3 separate regions of the Zea mays genome follow, and regions 1 and 2 are each linked to region 3. Evidence: chromatin contacts called from public Hi-C data. All regions are on one chromosome and are shown on one strand. The core of a region is the stretch at or near the end of the contact, and the rest is flanking DNA. Distances in the headings are between cores, read along the strand shown. Region 1 holds the start of LOC103627578 (DUF740 family protein). Region 2 holds the start of LOC100283476. Region 3 holds the start of LOC100272406.

The links. A called contact is a pair of places that touch in the nucleus more often than the background predicts.
Region 1: a Hi-C map of leaf shows a contact between it and region 3, with 10 times the contacts expected there. The contact joins the promoter of LOC103627578 here to the promoter of LOC100272406 in region 3. A contact is called at or near these places in 3 of 25 Hi-C or Micro-C datasets (leaf and tassel).
Region 2: a contact with region 3 is called in a Hi-C map of leaf, with 1.9 times the contacts expected there. The contact joins the promoter of LOC100283476 here to the promoter of LOC100272406 in region 3. A contact is called at or near these places in 4 of 25 Hi-C or Micro-C datasets (leaf and tassel).

What each region holds. Positions count from the first base shown.
Region 1 is chr5:206,806,066-206,810,376 of Zm-B73-REFERENCE-NAM-5.0, forward strand. It overlaps LOC103627578 (DUF740 family protein), which reads left to right and starts at 2,406. Exons shown (of 1, transcript XM_008647879.4): 1 at 2,406-4,311.
Region 2 is chr5:206,456,732-206,460,896 of Zm-B73-REFERENCE-NAM-5.0, forward strand. LOC100283476 reads left to right here and starts at 1,793. Exons shown (of 13, transcript NM_001156376.1): 1 at 1,793-2,022; 2 at 2,856-3,033; 3 at 3,841-3,931; 4 at 4,014-4,108. The coding sequence starts at 1,940.
Region 3 is chr5:206,649,179-206,653,719 of Zm-B73-REFERENCE-NAM-5.0, forward strand. LOC100272406 reads left to right here and starts at 2,377. Exons shown (of 3, transcript NM_001146884.1): 1 at 2,377-3,035; 2 at 3,516-4,058. The coding sequence starts at 2,673.

The sequences.
Region 1 (4,311 bases), core at 1,156-3,655, 160 kb after region 3:
ATCGAGGGAAATGGGTATGAGACCCATGTGAGATCTACTCTAGTGGTAACCTGCTCTATGTGATCGGAGATCCCGTGAAGTAGAGTGGAGAAACAAGCTAGGAGTAGATTGTGAGGAAAGATCCCTTCTTTAACTCATTTCTGATGCACATCTTTCCTATCTGTAAGGCAGGATGGTTTTTACCTTAATGTATTCCAAGAGTCTTATAAAGGTGAGATGTTGTCCTACAGAACATCTTCTGAGGAATACACCTATATGAGTCAGACTGCTAGTCACAGTCTATGGGACTTGGGTAATCCCTAAATACTCATGAAAGACACTGAAGTGTGACTTATATGCTTCTGAAAAGCGGGAATACCCTTTTGCAGCCTAGTATCAGCAAAGGATTTGAGTGAATCTTATTTCGCACAAAACTGTCAATTCAAGGCATAGTCCATTGTTCAGTTGTGAATGAGTGAAACTCTTATTCTAGATGAATGTTCAACTTAACAGTCTCCATCGAAACACTGGTATATCAAAGGATTGTGATTCTGATACTTCATCATTACAAACCCTAGAGTTTGGTGGGGATTGTTGGATCTTTTATGGGCTTGGCCCATTTATTGAATAAACTCTATGGTGTGTAATGGTGGAGAATACCAATAGTGCCACATTGGAAGTCCAAGGGTCTTTTGCCTTGACTTATATGGTGGGATTTATTCCACTTAACTTGAGAAGTCAAGAAATGGACAAGGGCGTGCCACACGCGCGCGCGCGCGCCGCCGGCCGGGCCGGGCGTGGCGTGGCGAGGCGAGGCAGGCAGGCAGGCAGGCGAGCGGGCGTGGTGTGGTTGTGTTAATTTTTAGCACTCACTAACCGCGTACGTCAGCCGAGTGACCCTGTCTCTTCGTCTGCCGAGTGACCCTGTCTCTTCGTCGGCCAGCCGAGTGACCCTTCTCCTTCAGCTGCCGACTCATGGCGTGACTCGGCGAGAGCTGGCCGACTCATGGCATAACTCGGCTAGAGCTGGCCGACTCTTGGCGTGACTCGGCGACCTTTCTCCTTCAGCTTCCCTCTGCGAGAGGTTAAATAGAGGAGCACCCCTGTCACTCGGTACACGCGAGAAACACTTTCAGAATCACATTTCAGCCGCCGAGTGAGGGTATTTCCATCTCGTGGCTCTGCGCGCACAGAGAGGCGAGAGGGCAGGTGCCTCCGAAGCCCTTGCCGTTCGAGACCCTGCTCGGGGGATCGGTAATTAGGTTTTTGGGAGCGTCTTCGCGACTGCCCAACGTCTGTCGTTGTCTTCATCGCTGGTTCCTGGCGTCTTCATCTCGATCGGATGACAAGAGAAGTTGGACAAGGATCAGGATCCTCGGAACGCATGGGAGGGTATGATCAATTCAGTTCGTTACTGTTTTATATTCTGCAAATTATATATGTCGTATGTACCTCTGTTCTATCGTATTATGATATGTTATATCTGTCTGTTTTAATTGTACAGTCATCCTGTTTATATTGTTATTTGTTTATTTCCAGTTGTTACGCAATAATCCATGAACCATGTTTATATACTTATTTTATTTATATGATTTACATGCTTCATATGCTTTGTGTTCTCATGATCCATATTGTTATGGATATTTTTGAGATCACGTTTTCTATGTTTGATTATCTATTATATGTTATCATCATAATGTTAATTTATGGAATTAAAATGGTACAGAAAATGCCTATATTTCTAACACCAATCAGCCCGGTAATCATACATAAAAAACCGTGAGTATAGTATACTGTAGCAATTTTCTACGAAATTATGGTGATAAGTTCCATACAGAATTATACACAAAGTGAAAGCTAGGAAATCGGAATTTACAGAACAAAAAAAAAGTCACGGGTTATCTGGTCGTTCGCTGTTCTTTTTTTTCTGTCCGATGAAGGTTGATTAGTGGAGTCAGAGTCGGTTACTAATGTCTCGATTATCTAGAACAAAAACGTTTTCTCCACTACTGGGTTTGTTGGGCTTACACAGTGTGATAGGCCTTCGTTCTTCGAATCAGAAACGGCATACCTATACGATCTGGCGAGTACATTTGTGGTCCATGGGCCCAACAAATCCGCCGCACTGCTCGTTATCCCTCGCAGCAAGTTTTCGCCAAATCTCGGCTACTAGCCCACAGCCCACCCGGCCACAACACAAGGCAAGGCCTGCCATTTGTCGTTTGCCAGCCCGTTTGAACTGGGACTCTCCGTCGGCTCTATAAGCTGGCAGCCACGTTTTGTGTTCTATCTTCAGGACCTATTTGTATCCTTTTGGTGCTCTTCTATTCAGATTCAATATAAATATATCAGGTGGGGACCCCCGCATGATGAAAAAATTTGTACCGTAATAGAGTCTAGCTGAACTCTGACTGGGCGATATTACACATATGCTAGGCACACCATTAAAGCAGAAGAATGGAGAGATACAGAACATGATGAAATGAGCATTGCATTAGACAATACAACATCATGGGAAGGCACAATCGAAATTGCAAGAGTTTGCCACCAAATTAGCTGAAACAACAGGTGCCTCGTACAAAAATATATTTTGCAGAGATAAGCAGACAGGGAAAGTGAGAGCATGAGCAGTGCACTTGTCAGGTAAATGGTTGCTAAATGGCTACGGTACGGTAAGGATGGGCTGTACATAAAGCAAATTTTCGAATCGGCACATGGGTTGTAAATATCGGAGATAACTATGTGCTATGCAGGTAGGATTTAAAGGGGAGAAGAGACGCTAGGTTATGTCAGCCATGTACGTGAGAGCAAGATTAAGCATGCAGTATGAACATTGAATGTGTTGTGCTGAAAATTCCTTAATATGTAGGATCTAGATTAAGCATGTAGCGTGGAAGAACTGGGCTGCGGCTTGCCATTAGAACCCAAATATCCTCACCAACACTCACAACCCCCAAAATGCACTGAGAACTGAGTCAAACATGCAGATATGACGCACCATCAAAATTAAAGTTTTAAAAAAAACACAAGCAAGCATAATTTTTATCAAGAGAATCAGGTTGGTTAAATTCTACTCACTCCGTCTCAATTTATAATTCATTTGAAAGTTTGATCGACTCATCTTATTATTTTTTGTGCGAAAAATAAAAAAGTAGATCCATACTTGAAGTATCCCAGTAAAGTTAATAATAATTGTAGTTTTTTAGAATAAGATGAGACGATCGAACTTCCTGTAAAAAAGTTGAACGGATTATAAATTGGGATAGAGTGTGTATTTCACAAGAAAATTGACAACATAAATAAAAAGATTTCTGAGTCCTCAACGTGTCAAAAAATAGGAAATTCACATGGCCTCGATATCGGTGCATCTAGTCCATCGGTGATAAATCCTTGCTCTAGGTTCACCGCTATAAGGTCCATCAAAACGAAGCTTCTAACTTATCCTTCACACTAACAAACATATGAGTATGATCCTGAATTTATATATCAAGTTAGAAGGGCGTATATACAAAAGGACCATACCAACCTACTCCCTCTGTCCCAAAATGCTTGTCGTTCTCGCTTTTCGAGGAGTCAACCATTCTAAACTCCGACCAAATAGATAAAAGAAAGCGTGAATGTTTATAGTACATAATTGGTATCATTAGGTAGATATTTAAATTTATTATTTAGTGAAATTATTTGGAGATACAAATGTTGCTAATATGCTCTATAATCTAGTCAAACTTGAGAAACTCTGACCGACACGAATGTCAGAGCGACAAACATTTTGGAACAGATGTTGTATTATAAAATTTCATACAGAAAAATTGAAGATGTGACACGATTTTTTTCACAATCATGGCAGATTAAATTTAATTAGATAGAATATAGCAAGTCTTAGGATGGAGCATATTGTTTCTATTGTTTTCTATTTAAGTAACCAGGTTGGACAAATCAATTTGGCTATAGGGTACTCGCTTAAACTAGATTTAGTAATTAGAAACATGCATACAAATCATTGGTGGAGCATGTTGGTGGTGTCAACAATATCCACAACAAATGTTTAAAGCATTGTGATGATTTTAATTATAATGATTTCAAGAATTAAAGACAGAGAATAACAAGGCAGCACACTAGAACATCATAAGAAGCCATAAAAATTACCTAAGCTCTCAATAAATCTTAGTCTAGCTCAGCCAGAGTTTGCACCAGATGCTCAGCTACATGATCTAGCACCCGTTATAAATGGCGTACGTGTAGTATATCAAAAGCGATTTTGTGGTTGAAAGCGACCGGACCGCTCTCTCAAGTTCCCCACCTAATCATTGACCTACCTAGTTCTTCCACGAG
Region 2 (4,165 bases), core at 543-3,042, 190 kb before region 3:
TTTCATACTTGACCTCTTATAGATCTGGTCGAGTTGCTGCACATGCGAACCGTGGAGAGTGGAGACGTGGAGTCTATAATCCAGTCTAACTGTGCGAGTGCGATGGCCCATGAGCCCATCAGGGCACATCTGCTTCATTCGTTATGCTCGACGGCAGTTGGAAATGGACTGATGCCCAACACTCCAATGACTTGAGCTAGTCCCCTCCATAACCTAGCAGTAGCAGTAACCGTCAGGCGCCTTTCTCCACTCTCCTCGGTGGCGGCGCCCGCATGCCCGGAGGCCTAGGCCCTCTCCTCGAAGGCGCTCGTCGGTCCTTTGCCGCTCGGGTAAATTGGGTATACCCGAACCCGAAATTGCGGGTAGTGTTTTTTGTTGGCTGTTATTGAGTAACAATTTCTATTACCCGAATTTATCAAAACCCGAACTACCCGACCCGAACCCGAACACCCAGTCTTAGTATTATTAGAGGCACCAGACCGATCTGACATGCCATCGAACCTCTGCCACATCAACCTAGTTGTTGGAGTTGGAGATTACCGTTTTTCTATCAGACGGTCCAGTGCACCATCGGACCGGGCGACACGCTAGCAGTTAGCTCCTCTTTGGCTTCAAAAATAACCTCTCTGAAAAGTGGTGTGACGACCCACGTGATCGGTCCAGTGCTCTAGCCGTCGGAGACCAGTTCCAGACCCCTCTACGCATCTGGTCCGGTGGACCACCGGATCGGTATGATGTGCCTCTACATAGACCAAGTTTGGCCAAACTTGAGCATTTTTTCTTCAAACGAGTTTGGCTAAACTTGAGGGTGTTTCTATGACTTAGACAAACATATCTAGTGACTTTCCAACTAGTATAAGCCATGAAACATGGTTGTTTAATTTTCTCCAACTCATATTCCTTTTCTAGCTTAAATTGGTTCAAAGTGGACAGTTGAAACAGAGCTATCCAACCTCTTTAATCTATCGAATATGTTCTTAGAGGTATTTAGAATTTATCCATAGTATAGAACTATTGCTAGTTCTTTTATCCCAAGATTTATCCCTCTAAGGCTGGATTTAAACGGTTTCTGACTTAGAAACTCTGAAGTCAATCTTATAAACCTATGAATCAAATACTTGTCAGACTAGTCAGTCTATATCATTGTAATGGTCATTAAACAACAAAATTAATATAGAAAATGATTTAAAGTCATTTCTCTTCTAAGTAGTCACGAGGAAAGAAAGAAAACACAAACCGAGAAAGAAGAGAGAAATACAATAAATTGATACGTTGTGTAACGAGTGATAGTGTGGGTATTTTATTTCTAACTTCAACAATTTAAGTTTGTTGGAGCATCCTTGAGGAGCTCTACTAAAATAGTGAATCTAACCATAGATCTACTCTAATCCAAATTTTATAGAGCTAGACGATTCGTGTAACTTTTCGTGAAGTAAATCTATTTTTAATAAATATAGTGCTGATTTTTTTTAATAAATATAGTGTTGATGGAGCTATCCTAAATAGATCCTAAATATTTATGTTTTGGATTAGAATTTCTCGAGGCCAAGGTAGTACCTAAACCATTCTTCTACTTCTTTGTATTAAACAATCCAAATTATTTTTACCACCGTTTCAGGGTTTTTTTCAATATTATTATACTGTTTTCTTTTCGGGGAAAAATCCAGGTCTGAACTCAGCACAAGTTTAAATTAAAAGTTGACGCTACGACCAAGCAAATATGCCATCCAGAAAGGTCTATTCTGCAAAAAAGAACACACCGTAAGCTCCCGTCCCGGACGGGGAAGACCTCGTGCTGCCGCCAGATCTAACCAAACCCCGCGCCCTCCTCACCGTCCGGCGAGCTACGGACTCAGCAGATCACCGTCGCTCGAGTTGTACCTGAAGGCGCGCCCGTGGAACCGGCCGCGAGATAAGGGCGGCGGGAAGGCGGGCGACGATGCCGGTGGCAGCGTCGGCCATCTACTTCCTCAACCTTCGCGGGGACGTCCTCATCAACCGCCTCTACCGTGATGATGTTGGGTATGTTGTGCCGCGGTGGGCTTGGAGCGCTAGATCTACGGCCCTGGGAGGGACCGATTAGTTCGCTTCTAGCTCGCATCTTCGTAGATCGCGATTATATAGTTTCATCCATTTTTCTTGTTGAAAATTCCGCTTGGACCGAGATGGGAAGCAGTCCTAGCTGATCTGATTCGTTAGCTGCTAAAATTGGGTCGTGTCACAGTCATGCCGAGCGTTACATTTTTGGAAGGATGCTTAATTCTCGGTATGCTTGCTCTCTGGAATCTAGAAAATAGATTATTAATCACTTAATCGGTGAATTCGTTAGATTCACCTAGAGTGCTTCACCTAGGACTGTCTAAAAGATGTGTCTGTGTACTAGGCTACTAGATTTTTTTTCCAGACTATCCACAACTTGTTTATCCCAACTTGCTTAGGGACTAAATTTTGTTGTAGCGAATCAGCGAGTGCTCACAAAGTCGATTGCTGCATAGTTGACTTGATCATTCATAGTGCGATTTTGCATTAGTGATATCTGCAGAGAAAATTTATGAACTGAACCCCATTTTGACAGCTTGAGTCTGAAACAATCTTTGTTTGTTATACATTCGTACCAAGCGATATTGTTTCACTTACACTAGTATAAGGCATATATTCAGTAAGTCATTTTATTTCCTTTTTTAAAATGGCTTATTTTTCATGACGACGCTAATTTACTACCACCATCTGTTCCCTTGTTTCTACTATTTTATATTTATTTGGCATCATTTTGGTGCCTTTATTCACATGTTTTGTTTACTTTATCTTGATCAACATAAATTTAGTGACTAGTGTTTTCATGTATGTTTATGCAGGGGAAATATGGTTGATGCGTTCAGAATGCATATCATGCAAACAAAAGAACTTGGCACATGCCCTGTTCGTCAAATAGGAGGCTGCTCCTTCCTTTATATGAGGATCAGTAATGTTTACATTGTGATCGTAGTTAGCAGCAATGCTAATGTTGCATGTGCTTTCAAATTTGTTGTCGAGGTATGCTACCCTTTCTGTGATATGCATGCATTAAAACGAAAATTGCATAGTCCATGAAATCATATTACAGTCTTGGTTTAGGAGTTTGAAATACAAATATTAAAATGACAGTTTTTATGAATTCCACCTACCTGTTTTGCATGTTATTTTTCTAGAATGAAAGGAGGAATCAGCCACTTATTTTGCTCGCTATTGCATTCCATTTCCATTATTTTCATAATCATAACCAAGTCCGTGCATATAATGTTGCAGATATGCGTAGAGAAAATATAGAGTAGGTGGGTAAAAATTTGTGAGACTCAAAGAGGAACCGATTTGTCACTTTGAGCTATACAAATTTTATGAGTTGCCTGATAAACATTGTTCTGTGATATTTCAAGAGAGTTAAAAAAAGGATCCATGAGCTTAGTTTATTATGCCATCTAGGTTGGCTTTACTTTGCAAATAGAACTTTTTTTTTGCTAACAGTGGGTATTCATGATATGCTAGTAACCTTGGAACACAAAAAATCTTACGGTTTCTTGTGCTTGTGCGCTTCATTATTGTTTATATTTGTTGACATATTCTAATAGGACTACTGTGATGTAGTCTGCTTTGTATGATTTCATGAGCACTTGTTTAGAACTTTGAATGAAACCACAACCCTTCTCATATGAACAAGTTAGCATGATTTAAAAATTAAATTTAGCTATTAGTTCAATGTGAAGAACTTTAAAAATGTCCTGTTGTTTTCTAAATAACTCGCGGTGATTTATCTCATTCTGTATCACTTTGACTTAACTACTTAATATTATTCGAAACTATCAGGCGGTGGCTCTCTTCAAGTCCTACTTCGGTGGAGCTTTTGATGAAGACGCTATCAGGAATAACTTTGTTTTGATATATGAACTTCTTGATGGTAATTAAGCATCCTATTCTTTGCCTGCATAATGCAACATGAGTATTTCTGTTCATTCATCCAGACATCGATAATTGTACAGAGATCATGGATTTTGGTTATCCTCAAAACCTGTCACCTGAAATTTTGAAGTTGTATATAACTCAAGAAGGTGTTCGGTCACCATTTTCCTCAAAGGTTAGAAAAATCAAACCTGAATTTTGATAGAATGTGCTAAAAATTTACCTCGAATTG
Region 3 (4,541 bases), core at 1,127-3,626:
TTGTTTCGAGGAAGAACGTTCCATAAAAAACAATAAATACCCGTACGTATTGCGACGTACGGGGCCATTCACAGTTCTGTAGGGTATATGTACATCACTTAGGAGTAACGCTTCAAATTTGAAACGATCGAGCCATTTACAATTCTCTGCTGCGCTAACTACTGTCTATGCAGATACACACGTTCGTACGACAAGTTGGAATCATATATAGTAGTCTCACTGTGTGTCCCTCAGAAACAACACAAGTGTACGTGCGCACCAAAGCAGTTTCTGTTTGCATGGCCAATGTCTTCTAGGTCCGATCCAAATATTAATTTATAGAGAATCTGGTATTTCGAAAGTTTGCATGTGGGCATGCGCTGCATGAGTTCCAACTTCCAAGACATTTTACATTTGGTTGTTGTGTCTACAGATTTTGATATATACTACTCCCTCAGTTCTAAATTATAAGATGTTTTAACTTTTTCTAGATTTATAGTATTGGTTGTGTACCTAGATATATACTATGTCTAGATATATACATAAGCGAAAGGTAAAAAAACCAGAAATGAAATGATAAAACATCTTACAAGTTAAAATGGAATAAGTACTCACTGTTACAAGAGCAGAGACCCAGGAAACCGACGGTAGAAAATTAGAAATGGATGGCGAACCTTGCCGGTCATATTAAACTTTTACCGTCTTTGTCTTCTTGTTGTATTACACTCCAGATGAGCAGATTGTTCTATGAACCCAAGCGGCAATAATTGATGGTGAAACACGCGTACGGAGATATATACTCCCCTCCATCCTAATAAAGAGTTAAAGACAACACAATTCAAGATTTGAACCAACTCCAAAGTTATTCAGTAGTTGTGGGAGTCCCCCTCCTCCCGGCGATTGTCAGAATTTCTTAAATTTAGCTAAATTCATATGAAAATAGCAAAAACATATTTATTTCTTCAAATAAGATCATAACAGAAATATATTCTATAATTAGTCAAATAATATATATTCGGTAGTATAAGTGTTATTATTTTTTATATAGATTTATTAAATTTAAAAATATTTAACTTCTCGAATATATATATATATATATATATATATATATATATATATATATATATATATATATATATATATATATATATATATATATATATATATATATATAGGCTAGCGGACTGGCTCTTTTATTGACGGTGTTTTAAGTGTCTAACGTTAAATTTTAGGGCATGGTTTCCACATGCATGTACTTAATAAGCTTCAAAGGTGAACTGCATTGCACACTTGCCGGCTTGACGCATTGTTTGCTAGCCTGTCTCTCTGGTCATACTACAAGATTAGCTGAAAAGCTGCGCAGATTCTCGCCGGACAGTATACTAATCGGATGCTGTCATTTGGGGGTTCGTCGGCACGTCCCGTGTCCTCTAGCTGCCAGCCGCACCTTTTTGCCATGTGTGCTTGCATGTACTGTCTCGAATCCGTTGCACGTACGTACGTATGCATTGTGAGTAAACAGGGGGGGGGGGGGGGGGGGGGGGGTCACCCCGCCCCGCCAGCAAACGCGCGCGCGCATGTCCCGGTACGGTGTCCCCGTAGCCTGGACAAGGACAACGTCACCGTAGGTACTATGCATGGTAAAATCAGGGCGAGTACGGCGTGAATGAATCAATGTCGACAAACAGCTATAGCTAGCGCGTGTGTCCGAGAAGTTTAGCCGAGCCCTGAATTCGTGGGCTGGTGATTGGTGTGGTCGATGCATGATTGACCGCTCTAGGACTTACGGTACCCTCCGACCTCGCGTAGCACTAGCACTAGCACAGAAGTAGTGCAAGCCAACGTTGTTACTCATGTGACCTGCTGCTTTCTCTATACTGTTAATCCATGTGACCTTGGTACTTACCACTGTCTCCAGCTGCTGCATCTCGTGTGATGGATTGGTCCTCTAATCCTCTTCACGGGCATAACCGGTCTGGTTCTCAGTTCCTTGTAGTATTGCACAGTACGTGCAGGCAGCTGGCAGTGGCACCTCATTAATCCTGGTGCTAATTGTCCTAGTCGCGCCATTAATCTCCCAGCTGAGACTAACACCACCATATTCACCGTACCATCTCTGACCTTTCTTGCAGTTGCAGCTAGCTCCTCCACGGTTCTTTTTCTGAGCTCTGCTAGTCTGCTACCCTACCCAACACGGCGCGGCGTAGGGCGTAGCACATAAAAAGAACGCAGCTTTTGGCCACATTTGATGCCCATGAGTCACTGTTGGCGCTGCCGATTTGCCGAAGCCACGGCTAGTAGCTCCTCCACCTACATGCATCCACTGTTCGTCTTCGTCGCCTCAAACCTTATCCTTCCCCCCGGCCCGTATACTCAGCCCACCACTAGGGAGAGAAAGAAACATACGCATGCCACCAACGCAAGGACCTCAGATCCTCAGATACGCATCAGTTGGCACCAGCGGCAAAGCTGCGGCGGCGAAGAGCGATAAGTAGTAGACCGGGGGGCGGTGCGGCGTGCAGCGCGCTAATAGGCGAACCCCGCACGCAGACGCAGGCGCAGCTAGCTTCGCAACAAGTAAACGATACCTCGCGTCGCCAAGAGCTTACCGACACCGAGAAGCAGCCACGCGCTCGCGGAGCTAGAGCTAGAGCCTAGAGCTAGAGCGCGAGAGCGACCGTCGGCCACTCGCCATGTCGGCGCTAGTGGACGCGCTGTGCGCGCCGCCCAGCGACACCGCGCTCGTCTACGACACCTTCAACGCGGCCAACTTCCTCTTCGACGCCGCCGCGTTCTGTGACGGCGCCGGCATTGTCGCCGCCCCGGCGTCCGCGCACCAGGCGCCCGTGGAGGCGCAGGCAGCGACGACGTCGGCGGCGCCGACGACGACGGCTAGGGCCAGGAAGCGGCGGCGGCGGCCGAGGAGCTGCAAGTCCAGGGAGGAGACCGAGACCCAGCGGATGACGCACATCGCCGTCGAGCGCAACCGCCGCCGCCAGATGAACGAGTACCTCGCCGCGCTCCGCTCCATCATGCCGGAGGCCTACGTCCAGAGGGTACGCGCGCGCGCAGCAAGAGGACACCGTCTCGTGTCAAGCGTGTTCCTTTCTTCTGTTCTCTACCTGTTCTTCCAGTGTTCGACGACACAGGAAGAAAGCGACGGCGGAGCAACCGTGGCGGGGAATGTTTCTTCTCCCGAAAGAGACCCGCCACTTTCGAGTTTCATGCAATGCAATGCAATGCCTCCCCTTTTTCTAGGTCAAACGTGACTATTTTACGCCTGCCATTCACTACCTACCTTTAAGCCTTTAATTCTCTTCACTGTTGGATTTCTTTGTTCAGTCTTGGCGGGGGCACCAACAAACCATGCATTAATGTGTCCCCCTCTCTTCCATTGACTTATCTCTCGCTCTTGCAGAGAATAACTCCTCCTCTCTTCCATTCAATGCTCCTTGATGTAGTAGTAGTAGTAATAACTCCTGCTGGCTCCATGGTCCAATTCCTGACAAAACTAACGGTTCCGGAAACATTCGCAGGGCGACCAAGCTTCCATCGTCGGAGGGGCAATCGAGTTCGTGAAGGAGCTGGAGCAGCAGGTCCAGTGCCTCGAGGCGCAGAAGCGGAAGCTGCTGGTTCACCAGCGCGTGGCGGCGGCGAAGCCTGCAGACGCGACGCCAATGCGCGCCAGCAGCAGCGGCGCCAGGGCCTGCTGCGCGGATTCGGCGGCGGCGGCGGCGACGACGAGCAACTGCAGCAGCGGCTTGACGACGGAGGACGCGGCGGCGGACCACGCGCTGCCGCCGCCCCCGTTCGCGCAGTTCTTCACGTACCCGCAGTACGTGTGGTGCCACTCGGCGGCGCGCGACCCCGCGGAGGAGGAGGACGGGCGGCGGTCAGGGGTGGCCGACGTCGAGGTGACCCTGGTGGAGACGCACGCCAGCGTCCGAGTGATGACGGCGCGGCGGCCCGGGCAGCTGCTCAGCCTGGTCACCGGGCTGCAGGCGCTCCGCCTCGCCGTGCTCCACCTCAGCGTCGTCACCGCGCTGGACGCCCTGGTCCTCTACACCACCAGTGTCAAGGTACATAACTGTACTAAAAAAGTAAGTTTTGATTCATTCCTGCGCTTTTTTTTTGTTGTTGATGGAGTAGGACAAGGATTTTGCATTGAACACAAACCGATGCACAAGCACAAGTTTCCTCCCTATAAACTGCAGGGATCTTGCACGACGAATCAAGCGATTCTTTTCTAGCAGCAAAGTTTGCGCGCGTCTCTTTCTCTCCACGAACATCATTTAGGGACCATGAGGTCTCTCTCTGCACGAACTAAAAATCAATAGAAAATCGATAGGCTGGGCTGAGCTCTGAGGTCTCCATGTCTATTTGATTAGGCGGCAATGGCATCCATCTTTACCAGCAGTAGGACTGGAACTAAAGCGTGTCAGATATTCTCCTGCTGCTGGATGTGTAGACAAAACATCCAGGGGTCATGACTCATCACATCGCTGCGGTCCAGCGGGCAGGAGAGGTCGTTTCCTGCAACAAGCTCGAACCGCTGCATGTAT